Linked DNA regions of Capra hircus: region 2 is linked to region 1. Evidence: chromatin contacts called from public Hi-C data. All regions are on one chromosome and are shown on one strand. Each heading gives the region's core, a stretch centred on a gene start, on an enhancer-like site or on the middle of the called end of the contact. The rest is flanking DNA. Distances are from core to core; before and after follow the strand shown. Region 1 has its middle 38 kb from the start of TRNAG-UCC. Region 2 has its middle 33 kb from the start of ZMYND8.

Evidence for each region. Hi-C and Micro-C count contacts between places; a contact is called where the count stands out from the background.
Region 2: a contact with region 1 is called in a Hi-C map of blood, with 6 times the contacts expected there. The contact joins two enhancer-like sites. A contact is called at or near these places in 2 of 5 Hi-C or Micro-C datasets (both in blood).

The regions. Positions count from the first base shown.
Region 1 is chr13:75,286,929-75,290,773 of ARS1.2, forward strand. No RefSeq gene overlaps it. Among named protein-coding and RNA genes, the nearest start is that of TRNAG-UCC, 38 kb to the left of the region's middle. Within about 2 kb of position 1,788, at least 2 of the 5 cell types and tissues checked have an H3K27ac peak or open chromatin away from gene starts, as enhancers often do.
Region 2 is chr13:75,451,329-75,455,173 of ARS1.2, forward strand. No RefSeq gene overlaps it. Among named protein-coding and RNA genes, the nearest start is that of ZMYND8, 33 kb to the left of the region's middle. Within about 2 kb of position 1,778, at least 4 of the 5 cell types and tissues checked have an H3K27ac peak or open chromatin away from gene starts, as enhancers often do.

The DNA of each region.
Region 1 (3,845 bases), core at 538-3,037:
TTTGCAGCCAAGAGCATCTCAACATACATAGCACATAATAAATAGTAGTAGTAGTAGATCACATGGGCTCAGATGTCTACTCAGAAAATCAATCATTCAAGTGAGTGGACATTTCCTCCATCAGATATTAATCGAGTATCTACAATGCATTGGCAGTGTCCCAGGCGCAACAGACATATATTTGAATGAGACATATTTGAATAAGACATTGTGCTTGCAAAAAAAAAAATTTTGAGAAATTTGACCACCTTAAAAAACTTACTGAAAAATGTAAGTAAGGCTTCCCTGGGGGCTCAGTGGTAAAGAATCCACCTGCCAATGTAGGAAATGCTGGTTCGATCCCTGGTCTGGGAAGTTTCTACATGCCCAGGGGCAACGAGACCCGTGCACTACAGCTTCCTGAGCCTTGAGCCCGGGAGCCCCAGACACTGAAGCCCACTTGCCCTACAGCCTGTTCTCCACAACAAGAAAAGCCACTGCTATGAGACGCCTGTGCACCACAGCTCAAGAGTAGCCCCCGCGCTCCCCAGCGAGAGAAAGGGCCTCGCAGCAACGAAGACCCAGCGCAGCCACAAATCAATTGTAAAAATAAAAACATGAGACGAAAGTCAAGTTGAAATTCAAATCGCAGACAACAGCAAGCGTTAATGCCCCCTTAATACACAAAAAGCTCCTAGAAATAAATTATTATTTCTATATTTGGCCAACAACCCAAATAAAAAATGATCAGAGGCCGTGAACAGATATTTTTGTATTTTTTTAAAGTACAACTGGTTCTTAAACGTATACAAAGATGTTCAAGTTCACTCATAATAAGAGAAATGCAGATATATTGAGACACCATTTTTCACATCAGAGTGACAAAAATTTGAAAGTTTTTATGACTCAGCGCTGGTGGAGCTGTGGGGCTTTGTGCATTGCTTGTGGAAGCTGAAATTGGTACAGCTCCTAAGGAGGGAAAGTTGGCCACATTTATCCAATTTGTAAGTTTGTCTCAGTAATTCCACTTCTGAGACTCTACAGATATTTTTACGTAAGTGGGCATATTCTGTATAGAGTTATTTTCGACAATACTGTCTATAATAGCAAAGAATGAAAACCAACCGAATATCGATCAGCAGTGGACTGATACATACTGGCTGTCGGACTTTTTATCTCGTTGGAGTTTGGACCTTACTCCAAATCCAGTGAGAGAAGACACCAGAAAGTTTAAAGCAGAAGAGGGACATGATCTGACTTCTGTTTTAAAAAATCATCCTGATCTGGGGATGGGTACCCAAGTATAACCCTGTGTAATAATATGTCACGATGCGCACTTGAGCTTGGTGCCGTAAACCGGGTGTAGGTTACAAAGGGAGGAAATACCCTCAAGGTCACGAGAAAGCCCATGACCAGCTGTTTTTGCCCAGACACCCTGCCTCCATCCTTTCGGCTGGAAACCATGCTCCCCGACGCAGATGAGGAGGGACGACGGCCCCTCATGGTCCTTCCCAGCCTCTCCCGGCCTTCCACCTCTCTTCTGATTTCTGTCGCCCCAGATCTCCAGGCTCCTATAAATGGACCCATACAGAATGCAGCCTGGTTTCTTTCCTCACAAGGATGTGGGAAACTTCTAGGATGTTGTCCGTATCCATAGACAGATTCTGGGTAGAGGAAAATCTGAGTTCAGCGCACTGCGCGGTTCTCCCCCAGCGCCCGCAGCCCCGACGATGCTGCCGGCTCAGCACCCGCGACGCTGTGCTCGCCAGTGACCACCAGAGGGCAGTGTGAGCCCGCCTTTGGCCCCAACTGCCCGCAGGTGCCACCCCAAGTTAGGCCTAGAAATAGCACTGCAAGGATTCCAGAAGCATTTTCTTAGGCTGCGCCCTTGCTTCGGGGAGTGCTTCCCTGAAACTGCAGCACCTTCAAGGATATGTTCAGGCCCAAGAGTTAAGGATTAATTGACCTGCTGTGGTCGCAACGGGGATTCAAGCAGAGAACAGCAGGGTGGCCTCGAGCCATCAGCAACCACTGGCCTGGAAGCGCTTCTTCCTACACTCAGCCCGGCTTTAAAAGTTAACTGCCCTAACGCTTAATAATACCATAGTCATGATAGTTTAAATTGTTTAACAAAATGGTTTTTTTTTTTAATCCATAAATTCAATATAGCAAAATATGCAGAAGTTCATTCAAGGATGATGGATAAGCCAGCTCCAGCCAAATACGGATTTTAAAATTCAGCCATCAAGTATTTGGCCAAAAATGAGTTATTTGGGGAGCTCAGGCTGCAGGGGAGAGGGTGTCTCTTTGCCCCTGTAGCTCTGTCCCCACCGCAAGGGTACCGGGACCGCAGAAGCCCAGCCCGCCTGTCTCTTGTAGCCCTTGGATTCCTGCAGGCCACCTGGTGTGGCTGAATGAGGAGCCTGGCTCGTACATTTACTAAGCACCTGCTCTGTCCCAGACACCCGGCCAAGCCCTGGACTTGCACTAGCCCCTTTCATCGCAGCCACACAGGTGCTGTCTGGAGAGGACAGATTGCCCGTGGTTAAGATGTGGCCTGGGGTCACATCCCAGCTCTTCCTTTTCCTGTTTGTGGAAACTTCACTCTCTGAACCTCAGCTTTCTCACCTGTAAAATGGGGTTGATGAGAAAACCCACCTCACAGAAATGTTGCCAGTATTGAATGCATTCAGACATGAACAACATTTTTTATTTGAAAGCCTCCTTTTCGGTCACTGCACATGAGAAATGCATATTATCTATAACAAGACCCAGTCTAACATATATATGTGTGTGCATATTATGTGTATACAACTAAAATATGTTCCACAACGCAATGATGACCTATAATACTATGATACATCCTGTTATTTTCCATCCTGTCCTGGTCTCTATTTAAAAGATGCAGGTTGCAATCCACTAAATCGACTCCATGACCCACCGTTTAGAAAATACTGGTTCAGTAAAAGGCTCAGCAGACCATGCTATTCTCAGGAGTGCCATTTTACAGAAGGGGAAATTGAGGCCCAGAGAGTGTCGTGGCTTGCCTGTGACCCCACCCACTGGAAGGTAGCAGAACCCAGACTCCAACCCAGTATCTCTGACGCCTAAATTAAGGCTCTTCCACACAAGATGCAAACTAGCCAGATCTGACCCACAGAGAAGTTTGACTGATTTTCACAACATTTGCAAAATTTGATACAACTATAGGTAATTTGGAAGAAATAACTCTAAATATGAATTTTCAACTTCCCACTAAAAAACGTGGGCAATCTGGCAACACGGGGACCTACGTATGCACGGGACCAGCAGGAGCCACACCAGAGCTGCCACTTTGAGCTGCTCTCCAGGTTCATTCATTTACCCTAGTCCCCCCCATGCCATGGAGAGAGGAGCCTGGCAGGTTACAGTCCATGGGGACTCAGAGAGTCAGACATGACTTAGCAGCCAAACAACAACAAGCACTGTGCCGTTTTGTGTCCCAGACACTGAGACAAACCATCAGTTGGCGTAGTCTATGGTTTTTTCAGAATGGAGAAATATTTTTCTATCACAAAAGGAAAACCAAGACTTCCCTTGTGGTCCAGTGGTTAAGAATCTGTCTGCCAATGCAGGGGACACAGGTTCAACAACTGGTCTGGGAAGATTCCACATGCCGTGGGACAACTAAGCCTAAAACTATTGAACCTACATTCTACAGCCCACACTCTGAAAAAAGGGAAGCCACCACAGAGAGAGGCCCACGCACTGCAACTAGAGAAAGCTCTCTCACAGCAATGAGGATCCCGCACAGTCCAAAATATATAAATTTTTTCAAAAAAGGAAAAACAAAAACTAAACCAAGGGACCTACGTTTCAAAAAAGGC
Region 2 (3,845 bases), core at 528-3,027, 160 kb after region 1:
CTTTTAAAACACCCCACAACTTAGTCCACTTTTAAAAAACATGGGGGAGGGAGGTGGGCAGGGGGTTCAGGATGGGGAACACATGTACACCCGTGGCGGATTCAAGTCAATGTATGGCAAAACCAATACAATATTGTAAAGTAAAATAAATAGGAAAAAAAGAGAAAAAATAAAAATCATACAAAAATTTCAATTATTACAAAAATAAATATATAACTAATGAAAAAAAGGAACACGGAACAGCCCAAAATTCACACGGCCACGCCATGGCCGACTCAGGCTCATGAACCTCAGGCCGCTGCTGCGAGCTGCGCTGTCCTCTCGCACTCTTTCCTTGCGTCTCAGTGTGGCTACGTAAATGTTTACTTACTACGTTTAGTTCCTAAAACTGAGCTCCTGCTGCTTCCTTCCCCATGGCCTTCTGGCACTTTCCTCTGCACGAGGCCCTGCTTTGCCTTCCTCTGAGCCTGATCAGCACGGACTTACTTGCTTCTCCACTTCCACAGAATTTTCCCCCAAAGGCCCGCTGTGGCCACCTCCCGCTAAGCTAGTCCCCCTTTTCCAGTTTGAGCCTCCCTTGACTCCTGTTCCGTTCCTCTGTAGTGCTTACCACACTGGAAAGAATCCATTCATTGTAGAATCCAGCCTCCCTGTACCAGGCTGTCACCTCTGACATATACCTACCTTTCTTTTTCTTTTTCTTTTTTTTTTTGCGCTAGTGATAAGAACCCAAACCCGCCTGCTAATGCAGGACACATAAGAGACATCTCCTGGAGGAGGGCATGGCACCCCACTCCAGTATTCTTGCCCGGAGAATCCCATGGACAGAAGAGTCTGGCTGGCTACCGTCCATGAAGTCGCAGAGTCAGACACCATTGAGCACCGATGCCTCATCAGCCACATGGAGAGAGACAGGAGCCCCTGTCCTTGTGGGGTGCGGGGCCTGGCATGATGGCACGTTGAAAGCCTTCTGGTTCCCTACATGGAAGCTGTCTGAGAAAGGACTGCAGAGTTGTCCTCTGGGGGTTTTATGGAGTCTTGATCACACAGACATGACTGACTAAGTCATTGGCCAATGGTGACTGGTTTGACCTCAGCAAGGAAGACCCAGCACAGCCGATAAATAAATCAATCTTTAAAAAGTAAACAGCTTTAGAGTGAGGATCCTCTACCTTGTCTCTCCAGCTACACAACCTGCACGTGAGTCTGAATTACCGCGCTTTTATGATGGGGTGGATGCCCCACCCTAGCCCCACCAGAGGCTCTTGGTTACTTGAGTACAGACATCAGCTGTGGAATCCCTTTGCTCTCCGTGTCCCCTGAAGCTCACTGCTAGGTACATAGCAAACTGTTCCTTTATTTGCTCCTGTGTTCATTCATTCTAAGGACAGTATAATGTAGACTTTGAAAAGTCTGCCTTACGGGCCCCAAATTTAAATTTCTAACAGTGCGATACTGTGGAGCCCACCATGCATCACTTATTAATTATTAAAGTACCTTCCTGATGTGCCTTCTGCCTTTTATATATTAATTTGTTTTCTGCTTAAGGGGAGGAAAATTCTGTTATGGTAACAAAACATAGGCTTTTTATTTAACAAGGCTCCCTTTGCCTGGCCTGGCCGGGCCACCCCTCCTCCTCCCCTGTCCTTCATTCTGAGTGAGATCCACCCTAGCGACTTCAGAAGGCAGCCTCTGGAGCCGGGCTGGGACCCCAGGGAGTCCGGCGAGGCCCAGGGCCCCACATTTAAGGAGGCACTTGCTCTCAGGCACCCGTTCAAGGCTCGCATGACCCTGAGTGTCAGCGCCTCCTTAAATGCTGCCTTCTGGATGCCTCCTTGCCCCACCCCAGTCCCAGCCTGCTTTTCAGTCCAGAGCTGGGGAGTCCTGGCTCTGTGACAGACCCGGAGGTGGCCAGACCCAGAGATCGGGTCTTCAGCTGTGAAATGGGGGTCTTGGTGAGGATTAGGCGAGACGGAGGCTTTAAGGGGGTGTGTAGAGTGCTTTGCATGCCTCCAACACTTAACTATTTGCTGCCTTTTATCAGTTCTTCCCCCAGCCAAGACCCAGACCAGGAGCTTTCTGGAGTTTCTCTAGTTTCTTCCTCACACAACCCAGGAGAAGCCGGCATCTCAATTCTGATTCTACAGATGAAGGAACCAGGCTCTGACCCCTGGTCTCCTCCTGACTCCAGCACTTTCCTATCCTATGGAGGCTTTATTAATAAATAGCAAGTCAGGTGCTTCTTGGCTGGGGGTTTCAATCCTCACTGGGTGTCATTATTACCTGAGGAGTTTGTAAAAGCACAGATGCTTCAGGAAATTCTGGATTAATTGGTCTGGGAGAGGACCAGACATTGAGACAGTTTTTAAAGATCTCCAGGGACTTCCCTGGTGGTCAGGATTCTGTGCTTCAAAGGCAGGGGGCACTGGGTGATCTCTAGTTGACTACTAGGATCCCACATGCCACAGTGGGCAGCCAAAAAAAAAAAAAGGAAAAAAAACACTCCAGCTGATTCTAATGTACAGTCAGCTTTGAGAATAAAAAGCTTTAAACTATCCTGGAAGGGAACTCCAAGGGGTTGTTGTGAATTTCAGCATCTCATGCGATGCATAGATGCATACACACGTACACACCACAAGCTTTGCAGTCAGTAAGGCAATATATATATATATAGCTGAAATTAAATTTCAGCTCCATTTTTCAAACAAATGCGGTTTAGGGGAAATCTCTTTACGTCTCTGAACCAATTTGAGCACCATCAGAATCACCGAGAAGCTTTATTGAACACTCAAAGGCCCACCCCATAATTTCATCAAAAGGTCTGGGTGGGGGCTGCAACTTCCCAGGTGCCGCTGGTCCCTGGAACAGGCTTTGAGAATCATTGCTGGGTCAATTGCCATGGTAATAAGCTCTGATCAGGTCACCATCTCCCGTTTCAGATTCAATCCTTGACACCTGTAAAGTGTATCACCCTGTATCCTCGCAGCCATGGGATTCCATGGTTATCAGTACTTTAGGGAGGAGGCAACCCAGGTTCCCAAACGTGAAGTGGCATGGTTAGGGTCATACAGCCAGAAAACTGCCTAAGTCTGGGTCTGAACGCTTGTCTATAATTAAAGGCAAGAGAGGGCCTGTGCCATCAACTTCTTTTCAGGCAGCAGAGCAAGCTCTCCCACCAGCTGCCAGAGCTCGCCTAGACATCCGCGTGGCACGCCCAAGGCTACAACAGGCAAAAGCCTCCTGGCTGCTCGCTTTATTCAGCGGCTTGGAGAGCGGCCAGCGCCCGACTCCGTGGAGGAACGGCGCCCCCTGGTGGCTGTTTGGAGAGCCGCTTCGCGCGGCCCTAGCGGGGCGCTCTTGGTCTTCTGAGTCATCAGCATTCTTGGGCCCTGTTAGTAACATGGAAAATATGATTCAGTTCATTCCATCTGCAGAAAGAACTCCGGGTGTTGAAAGGGGGTGGGGACTTCAGAGCTGAGGAATGTCAAGGAAGGGCGGTGGACCGGGCCCTGGGGACTTCAAGGGGCTGGGGTAAAATGGTGAAGCTGGTAAAAGCGCAGCTGAGAACAATCGGGACTTTCACCTTTTGACCTTCCCCAAGACTCCTACTGAGGAATGTCCAGGATGAAATCTCCTGGAGTCGTTATCAAAGTCCGGGGTGTGTTCCCTGAAGGCCAGTGTCCCTTTCCTGATCTGGTCCATTTGTTCATTCCGTTAATCATTCAACAGATATTTTTTGAGTGCCCACTCTGTGCCAGCACTGTTCAAGGTGCTGGGAATACAGAAATATGCAGGACAAAAACCCCTAGGATGATCAGTGAAGCAATGAATGAATAGGACACATG